Regions from separate parts of the Mus musculus genome. Here region 2 is linked to region 1. The links are chromatin contacts, called in public Hi-C maps. All regions are on one chromosome and are shown on one strand. The core of a region is the stretch at or near the end of the contact, and the rest is flanking DNA. Distances in the headings are between cores, read along the strand shown.

What was found. Hi-C and Micro-C count contacts between places; a contact is called where the count stands out from the background.
Region 2: a contact with region 1 is called in a Hi-C map of cortical neurons, with 1.9 times the contacts expected there. The contact joins the promoter of 1700060C20Rik here to the enhancer-like site in region 1. A contact is called at or near these places in 1 of 39 promoter capture datasets (hippocampal neurons), 1 of 15 datasets of contacts at CTCF or cohesin (the NIH/3T3 cell line), 1 of 484 Hi-C or Micro-C datasets (cortical neurons) and 1 of 9 other capture datasets (embryonic stem cells).

Annotation. Positions count from the first base shown.
Region 1 is chr2:157,802,735-157,807,272 of GRCm38.p6, reverse strand. Ctnnbl1 (catenin, beta like 1) reads right to left here. Exons shown (of 16, transcript NM_025680.4): 6 at 505-598. Among named protein-coding and RNA genes, the nearest start is that of Ctnnbl1, 68 kb to the right of the region's middle. Within about 2 kb of position 2,017, at least 21 of the 459 cell types and tissues checked have an H3K27ac peak or open chromatin away from gene starts, as enhancers often do. A contact at or near this core is called in cortical neurons, where this site is marked.
Region 2 is chr2:158,189,417-158,193,954 of GRCm38.p6, reverse strand. It overlaps 1700060C20Rik (RIKEN cDNA 1700060C20 gene), which reads right to left and starts at 1,947. Exons shown (of 3, transcript NR_036606.2): 1 at 1,896-1,947. It also overlaps a transcript of D630003M21Rik not described here.

The DNA.
Region 1 (4,538 bases), core at 768-3,267:
AAGTGGGTGAGGGAAGCTGACACGAGATCACCCACAAATTTAAAACTTTGCTTCCTAGGGCAGAAAGGGCCCCACAAGGATTTCATCTTAACTTTTGGAGGCAAAGGCTGCTAAGGAGAGGTGTTCATATTGCTCTTGCAAAGATCTGGGTTTGCTTTCCAGCACCTATATCAGAGGGTCTACCACTTTTAACTCTAGCACAGGAAATCCAACAAGGATCTCCTGGCCTCCACAATGATGTGCAAACACTCCCCAACATACATATATACATAATTAGAAACAGTAAAATCTTAAAATAAAATTTAGGAGCCAGCATATTTTATATTTTCTCTTGGATGGGTACCTACTTAGTGGATTTCAGCTTTTATTGCCTATATACCAAATCAAAGCTGTAGTTACATGAAATGCACACATGGGTCTTCATTTTTAAAAGGCAGCTTTGGAGTATAGGGGAAAAAAAAAAACCAAAACCCATTTGGTTGTTAATTGGTGCCAGCCCCTCACCTAGGGTGTTGTGGACGCCATCAGCCTCCTCCCTCACAGACTCATCCAGGCGCTCCAGATTCTGCACCAACAATGCGGCCACCTGCCCGTCCACCTGCGGGAATAGGAAGCAAAGGAAGAGAAGAACACATCACAGGTCAATCCCCAAATGTCCCCATTCCCCTAGTCACAGCTCTCCATTCAAATGAGCAAACTGAGTGCAGAACTGGCAGCCTGCAGTGCTCTCTCAACCCATGGCCTCTTCAAGGCACTCCGAGGCAAGGAAGGGGTCTTAATGGCTTCCTAACCCCAAGTTAGTCCTGACCCCGGCTGGGCAAGCCAGAGATGAGTGGCACAAAGGAAAAGGCAGGGTTACAAAGCTGGTGAATGCAAGGTTCTCATGGTCATCATCCCACCTCTCCTTCCCCAAGCTCTGCCTCAGCAGTACCTACACATGATGGAAAAACAGGGCATGAGGCATTGGGTAAAACATACTTCCAGCTCTTACTTGAGTCACCTTTTGAGGTCGGTAGGAAACCCACAGTAGCTACAGAATACACACATCTGCCAAGGAGCGATACCAAAGTCAGGATTCCTTCTAGAATCTTGAAGAGAGCCTTTCCTCCTTTACACTGCCATCTGTACAACAGGTTCTGGGGGACTGCCTGTGGGCAACCCCAGGGCATGCAGGGAAGGAAGGAGGGAAGGCAGCCCTGGTTTTCTCTCCTGGAGAAGAGACTCTTTAGCTAAGACAGCTGTGATCAGGCATCTAGGAAGACTGGAGAGCTGGGTACAGCCTCCCTTCCCCTTCCCACTGCCTTGCTTGCCTTACACAGGAAGTGAGGATAAAGAAGAATCCTACAGCAATCGCAGGAAAATGGGGGGAGGGGGCACTACTTTTGGCTAAAGGAACAACTCAAAATGCCCACAATCAAGTTTGCATCGAGTTTTGTTCTCACTCCATGCCATTTACCTCGCTGGGGAAGAAAAAGCCAAGTTCTTTGCTAGCAAGCCCCTTACTTCACGGACCCTGGCTCACTTTAAGATCTTGAACAACTCTGCCCAAACAGATACCTGAGAAACTAACCTTACCAAATAAACTTATGCAGTCACTGTGTGCTCTCAGTCAGTGTTGCATCTACCCTGGCATAAAGCTCACAGCTCTCACTCACAGAGCACACAACAAAGGCTCAGGGAGGTTAGGCAGCCTGGCCAGAGCCATAGAGCTGGGACAGCAGTGAGCAGAGAACAGAAAGACAGACAGGAGGAGGAAGAGCCCAGTGAGCTGCACTCTACAGACCTGGTTGGACAGAGCCTAAGGATGACAGGGAGGAGAAGACAAATACAGCCCCTGCTCTTTCTGGGACTTTCTGAGACTCAGGGGCAACATCTGGACATGAAGAAAATCTGAAATTTGTGGCCTGTCTGCACACCCAGTTGCTAGTCAGTGACGCTTTCTGAGCTCTCCCTTATGCCTTGGGGAAGGAATGGGGACGGAGCCACTGGAGAGGAGCTGGTGCCAGAGCTGGAAGGGCTGCAGCAGAAAATGAGCTGCTCTCCCTCTTCTCCCAGGGATACACAATCGTGCTCTCAAGTCTCACAGCCAGTAAGAACATTAAAGTGTTTCCCTTAATAAACTGAATCATTTATGCATGGCAAAGAAAGCAGAAAACATCTGGGGGCACAGAGCATCCACAACTTAGTTTTTTCTAAACCACCCTAACTAACTCCCCTATCTCCCCCAATTCAGAAGTGGCAAACGTCACAGCTCTGCTTGGCAGCAATGGCTTGTCACTGCTACAAACAAGACGGCATGGCCGGCTTCTGCTGCGATGGATGGCAGCATTATTTATTTGCATTATTTGTCTCTTTCCCTGATTCTTAGTTATGTTTGCCATCTCTGCTGTCTAGAAACTGGCAGGACAGTGGCGGTGAGCAGCACTTAGATCCTAGAGCCAAGTGGATATGGTTGGTGGGTGTCTGGCTGGAGGAAAGTCTTTTTTCTTGTTACAGAAATCTAACTTCCAACAGGCAGACTTTTTAAGCTTGCAAAGTGTGAAACTCAATGTTTAGTTGGGTTAGATACAATTTTATCTGATTGCAGGAGGGCCGAGAGCAGTCAAAATACATTTAGCTCAGAAAACCCTTAGGAAAGTATTTGTATTATGCATGGCTCTGGAGTCGGCTGGTAAGGAGTGCAAATTAGCATTCTGCCTACTTCCTCCAGCCTCCAGCCTACCTTCAATTTTCTGGATCTGTGACCAAGTCTGAAACTAAAAACAAATCCTGCGTGGGGATTAAAGCACCAGCCAGAGCAGCCCTGGCCTTGGAAATGAGGTCTCTCTGAGGCCTGGCAGTTTCTGATAAGTCTCTGGTTATTTCTGCTTGTTAGCAGGTCCCCAAACAGCAGGTCTCACTATGAGGAGGTTTGAGGGCATGATCAGACATCTTTTTCCACTTGACCAAAGAAGAAGGATATAAGAGAAAAGGAGGAAAGAGGGAAACAGGCAGATGAGAGGGTCTGAAGAGGATTCCTTTTCTACCTGGCCCACTCCATGACACTCAAGAGCTAGATTGGAGTTCTTCCACCCACAACGCGTTTCAGAAATGTCATGTTTAAAAAAATAATAAAATAACCCCCAAACATGTGGAAGGGATCTTGATCAAATAAGTTTTGAAAGTCATAATACTAAAAGCAAGCCTACAGTCACCTCTTGAGATATGTGCCTCCATTCCTGCCCTCCCACTCCCCACCCACAGCTGCCTGTCGGTTGTTCTAAACATCTAGACAGACACTTGCCAATCCCATGCCTAATGTCTGCCCATGCAGACGATTTCACAGAGGCCTATAGGACGCAGAACCACTCCCCACACCAAGTGGCTCCTCTCATTCTCCCTGGTGCCAAGCTCATTCTCACCTTGGTCTCTTCCCTGTCCTACCCTGCTCTTGGCCATTTTGAATGGCTGGCTTCTTCTTGTACCCAGAACTCAGGCCTGTACTGGTTGATTTTGTGTCAACTTGACACAAGCTGGAGTTATCACAGAAAAAGGAGCTTCAGGTGAGGAAATGCCTCCATGAGATCCAGGTATGGCATTTTCTCAATTAGTGATCAAGGGGGGAGGGTCCCATTGTGGGTGGTTCAATCCCTGGGCTGGTAGTCTTGGGTTCTAAAAGAAAGCAAGCTGAGCAAGCCAGGGGAAGCAAGCCAGTAAGGAACATCCCTCCATGGCCTCTGCATCAGCTCCTGCTTCCTGACCTGCTTGAGTTCCAGTTCTGACTTCCTTTGGTGATGAACAGCAATGTGGAAAATGTGAGCTGAATAAACCCTTTCCTCCCCAACTTGCTTCTTGATCATGATGTTCATGCAGGAATAGAAACCCTGACTAAGACAAGGCCTTTTTAGAGAACCAGGTCTAACCAGACCCCCACACACTCAGCCATTCCATTTTCATCCTCTGCATGACCATCTTGTTTCACCCCCTGAGAGCAGAGACCCTATCAGCCATACTGAGAGCTACAAGCAGCCAGTTTCTAGGACCAAGAGGAAGTCAGCACGCAGTGAGCATCAAGCGAATGAAGACCTGGTGAGTTCTGCTTTGCGACAGAGATAAAGGAGAGAACACGAATGGAAGCAAGAAGGCCAGGAAGCAGAGGCTGACACGGTGACAAGCGTCAGGAGACCCTCAGCGTGGCTGCACCTGAGCAGCACAAAGCAAGCAGCACATCAGACCAAGGCAGACCATGGCCTGCGCTCAGGACTGGGCATCTGAGAAGGGCTGCCTGAGGGCAAGGATGGGTGTGGAAGGGTCCCCAGGTTCTCTACAGCAAGGTACACTTGCTCCAGTCTACAGAAGATGCGGGGCTCAGGCAGCTTCACGCCTCAGCGGCTCTTTACCCTGCTCTGTATGACTCCTCCGCACAATCTGAAATTCTGTTGGCTTGGCCCCAGATCTGACCAGCCCTACTCTTCATCCCACAGAGCCTGCCTTCTCAACCTCCTGGCCTCCTGTATCCTCATTGCTGTTTTCTTTAAACAAAGCCTCCATCTTTGGAT
Region 2 (4,538 bases), core at 698-3,197, 390 kb before region 1:
TGAACCTCAATTACTGACCTGCTCACAGCGGCTCCTCGGGAGAAGGGGCATAGACATAGAATATGGGGGAATGATATTCAAAAACAAAGGAGGGGCTGGGTAGATGGCTCAGTGGGTGAAGTGCTTGTGAAGTTCTTACTGTGCAAGCATCAGGTCGCCAGTGTGGCGTGGCAGTACATGCCTATCAGCCTGAGCAGTGGGATGGAGGAGACAGGCAGGGCCCCAGGCTCACTGGCCTGCCAGCCTAGCTGAATCAGTGAGCTCCAGGTTCCGTGAGAGACAGAGCAAGGTGGGGACGTCCACGTATGGCCTCCATGTGTACAGGCAATAGCTCTCAAGTGCACGTGCGTATACCCGCAAGAATTTAACAATAAAAAAAACGAGGAATCAGCTGGTGTCTCGGTTGCATCCAGCTTTGTGCTGAGATCCTTAAAAACTCTGCAAGTCTGCTCAGCTGACCGACTGCATCCCCACAGCCCTGTGGAGTCGGCATCAATTTCCTATCATTTTCCAGAGGAGGAAGCCAAGACTTCTTAGGGGCATAGGGATGTCTTCTCTGATGTGACAGCAAGTGACTGATGTGGACCTTACATGTGACACTGATCTGATTGCTGGGTGCCGGTGGCTGTGGGTTTGTCTCTTTTGTGTTCCTGTTGTCCTTGGCCATAAGCATGTGCTGGGAGTCCTGGTTCTCTGGGCTGTACTTACACCAGGACCTCTGGTGGAACAGGAGCAGACCTAGAGAATGGTTAACCATGAGGACCTGAGTTGAGTTGACTGCCCAGGCTGCATCAGTCACAGGCTGTGTGTCCTTAGCTAAATGAAGTACCTCTCTGTTTCTTGGTTTCCTTACTTGTAGATTGAAAATTGCAGGGCCTCAGAGGCTTGCTGGGAGTTGGCTTGTGGGAATTCCTCAGATAGACACTGGAACATAGTAACTGCTCACTAAATGGTAGCTAGATGCATAGCTTTGGCACCAGCCCCGCCAGCCCCTGTTATTGTTACCTGGAATATCCAGGAAGCACTCTCTTCAGAGCCCCAGCAAAATCCCCTACTGACTCCCCCAACTCTGTCTTTCCAAGTCATGTGGCTTCCTGTGTTTTCTGAATCCCCAGTAGGCTCTTGAAGACCACAGGGACTTAATTTATTGGCAAGGTGGAAACATGGCAAAGAGTTCCCATGCATGTGAAGTAGCCCCGTGGCCACAGCTTCAAATAGCAAAGCCTTGTCCCCAGAGGCTGCTCTGAGAGATGGAGGCTGTGGTGTTCCTCCATGGGACTTTAGGCAAAGGTTTATAGCCTGCTGTGGGGGAAGAAAAGTGGAGCTCATACAGACCCTTAAGTAGGCCAGCGATGTGACCAATTACCCCACTGTCTCGGGGCCCCTTTCCTGCCCGAGGAAACGGGAGGCTGGGGACAGCTGAAGGATCATAGCCTGAGATGTCAAAGCAACCCTGGGCAAATGGCTCCTTATCTCTGATAGCCAGACTCCCTTATTTATCAAATGGGTGCTCTGGATTGGATGGAAACCCTTTCCACCTTGGGAAACACAAAGCTGTGGCCTTGAACCCAGGCTCCCTAGCCTGGTGTTTTCAGTAGAAGGCTACTCTCCATATTCCCATCTATCAAATGGGTTGACAAGCCTGCTGGGTCAAGACACTGATATCTGGATCACCAAGCTCAGCACTAAGCCTTTCTGTGGTAGTAAAAAATTAATTGGAGGTCACAAACCTTTATAATAAGCCTTAGCCAGCACTAGAGCTGAGCGGATACCAACCCTCTGAGCTACCTGGTCTATTTCCCAGTCAATAGCCCTGAGCTATGACTTGCCATGGTCCACTGGGCCCCTCTTATCAGACTGCCCAGCCCTCATGGCCAGTTCTCACCATCTCTTACCCCACGGAATCATCTTCTCTCTCCTCTACTTCTCTCCTCATGGGTCTCTGTCTCAGACTCTCAGACCCTCAGACCCCCCCACACACACACACACACACTTAGGAATGGAAGCCCTGCCTACCTCTCTTCTATCCAGCTGCAGGATGTTGGCATCTTTATTCGAGGAACAAGGTTACAGAGCCTCATTTGGGGTGTGTGAGGATCTCCTTGTCCCTGGGGGTGACCTGACCTTGGGGGCCAGTGTTTAGCATTATAAAGCACAGCAAATCCCAGCACCTTTCCTTTCTGCAGCCATCAGTCCTGTGAAGGGGCAAAGCTTTGAGTGTGATCTTGGCAGAGGTGGGGATAGAGACAGGACTGAGCCCAGAAGGAAACTGAGGCCCTGCACAGTGCTTTTCCACGTGGCCATTTCCTCATCTGATGTTCACTTCAGTCCCGATGGTATTGCAGTTATCCTCTGAGACACTCCCATTTTCCAGACAAGAAGGTGGATGTCTGGATAGGGAGACTTGTTCAAGGGCAGATATCTGTGAAAGGGATGGAGAGAAGGGAGCTGGGACCCACATATCTGAGCAGTGTGGCATCTGGGACAACAAGGAGCCTGACAAGAGAGCGCCACCCACTCTGGGGTAGTCAATACTCACTCTGAGCCCACTAACTGCTCACTCCAGATGTAGAGGGGACAGCTGGTCCGGGTCAAGGCACAGTCTGCCCTCAAGAAATAGGGCTGTGCTGTTCCCAGGGGTTGTAAGCTGGCTCCCTGCCCAGGACAAACCGTCCAGCCCAGAGCCCCACCCTCACCCAGCTGAAAAATAGCGCAATACATGTGAGCCAGCAGGACCCTGAGGACAGCAGCACCCCGGAGGCTCGGGTGACTCTGGAGGGGGAACACTGACCTCCTCAGGCCTCACTGTCCCCATCCACGAAATGGGGGTGTGATGCTGAGATAGACTCAGAAGCACCCAGTTGGTCTCCACACCTGGCCCCTGGCTCACAGTTCCGGAACCCCGGCAGGTCTCCAGAGGGGATGAGAGGGTCTCTGAGTGTGAATGGAGAATATGATCAACAACCCTTAAAAATCCCGTCTGTGGACCAAGGAAGACAGAGGGGCTGAAAGTCACACTGGTCACTCACAGCCTTTGGCTCACCAGTGAGAGCCGCCTTATGTGATCTTTGTAAAGAGTCCAAGGACTGGGTCAGGGAAGCTGCACCAGTCCTTGGGAACAGAGGAGGATGGAGAGCCCAGCTGGGCACAAGGCTTTCTGCCTCTTGGCTTGCCTTGTTCTTTCCATAGCTCCCATCATGACATCCCTCTATACCGTTGTAGTTGGCCTGTACGTACAAGTGTGTTCCCAAGTTCTGTGATCTGTCTCGACAAAGAGATGAAGCCCAAGGAGGGGCGTGGGGTCTCCAAGTCACAGATCAAGGCAGGTGATTGGCATCCAAAGTTGGAACTGTCCTGTGAGCCCAAGCTGGTGGCCTACGTCATCCAGCTCTGACTCTAGGAAGACAGGACCACCCTGACCTGAGTTGAAGAATGCCCACCCAGGATCCATCAGAGAACTGGTAGTTTATGGAAGAACCCTATGGCTTTTTTTTTTTTTTTTAGAGAGAAATCTAGTGGACTGTGGTGAAGGACTGACCTTCTGAGGGAGTGGAGGCAAGATGGCAGGGTGGCCTCTGGGTATTGTCACTAGAAGCTCCCTTCTTCCCTCCCCACCCTCCCTCCCTCTCCACATACTAACAACTCATTCTGGCACGGAGGAGAGAAACGGCATGCCCCTGAACCTCTCCAGAACTCTAAACACACAGTAAAAATAGAAGGAAAACTTACATGAAAACATCATTAAATAGCCTTTTAAAGATGGCGCCGACCTGTCCAAGAACAGAACTGAGCCCAGTTGCTGCTGAGTGGCTCTGGCTGCTTCTGACTGCAAGAGACAGGCCATTGTACCATGCCCAGAGACTCAGGTTTATAACAGGAGGGGCACATACTTCTCCTCCTCCTCCCCACTCCCCCTCCCCTCCTCCTTCTTCTTCGTCGTCTGGTGTACGCCAGTCTCTAACTCATGTCTAGTCCAACTGCATCCGCATCCTAAGTGCCATATCACAGGCACTCACCACCGTGCCCAGTTTTATGCAGCACTGGGGATCAAATCCAGGGCTTTGTGCGTGCTAGGCAAACTCTCTCTACCTGTGGAGCCTTGTCCTCAGCCTCGCATTAGCCACATGGGCATTGCTGTGCAAAGCACTGGGCAGAGAAAATTGCGAAGGAGATGGAGTTGTCTCAGCTAAGGTCTCTGAGGGTTTGGTCCATCGTGGCGGGAGGCACGTTGGAGCAAAGCAGTTGACACCTCCGGAGCCAGGAAAAGCAGAAGCACGAGAGTGGGCGTGGCTGGGGATGACACGCCCCCAAGCATGCAACCCCAGGGACTTCCGTCTTCAGCTAGGTCTATTTCCAAATTTTCCAGAACCTTCTAAAACAGCACCTCCAGCAGGGGAAGCAGCCATCAAACATCTAGCCCATGGAACCATTTCAGCATCATTGCTGACGCTGTGATGTAATACCCCAGCCAAAGCAACCTGGGAAGGAGGATTTATTTTAGCTCACGATTTTCAAGGTACAGCCTGTTAACAACAACG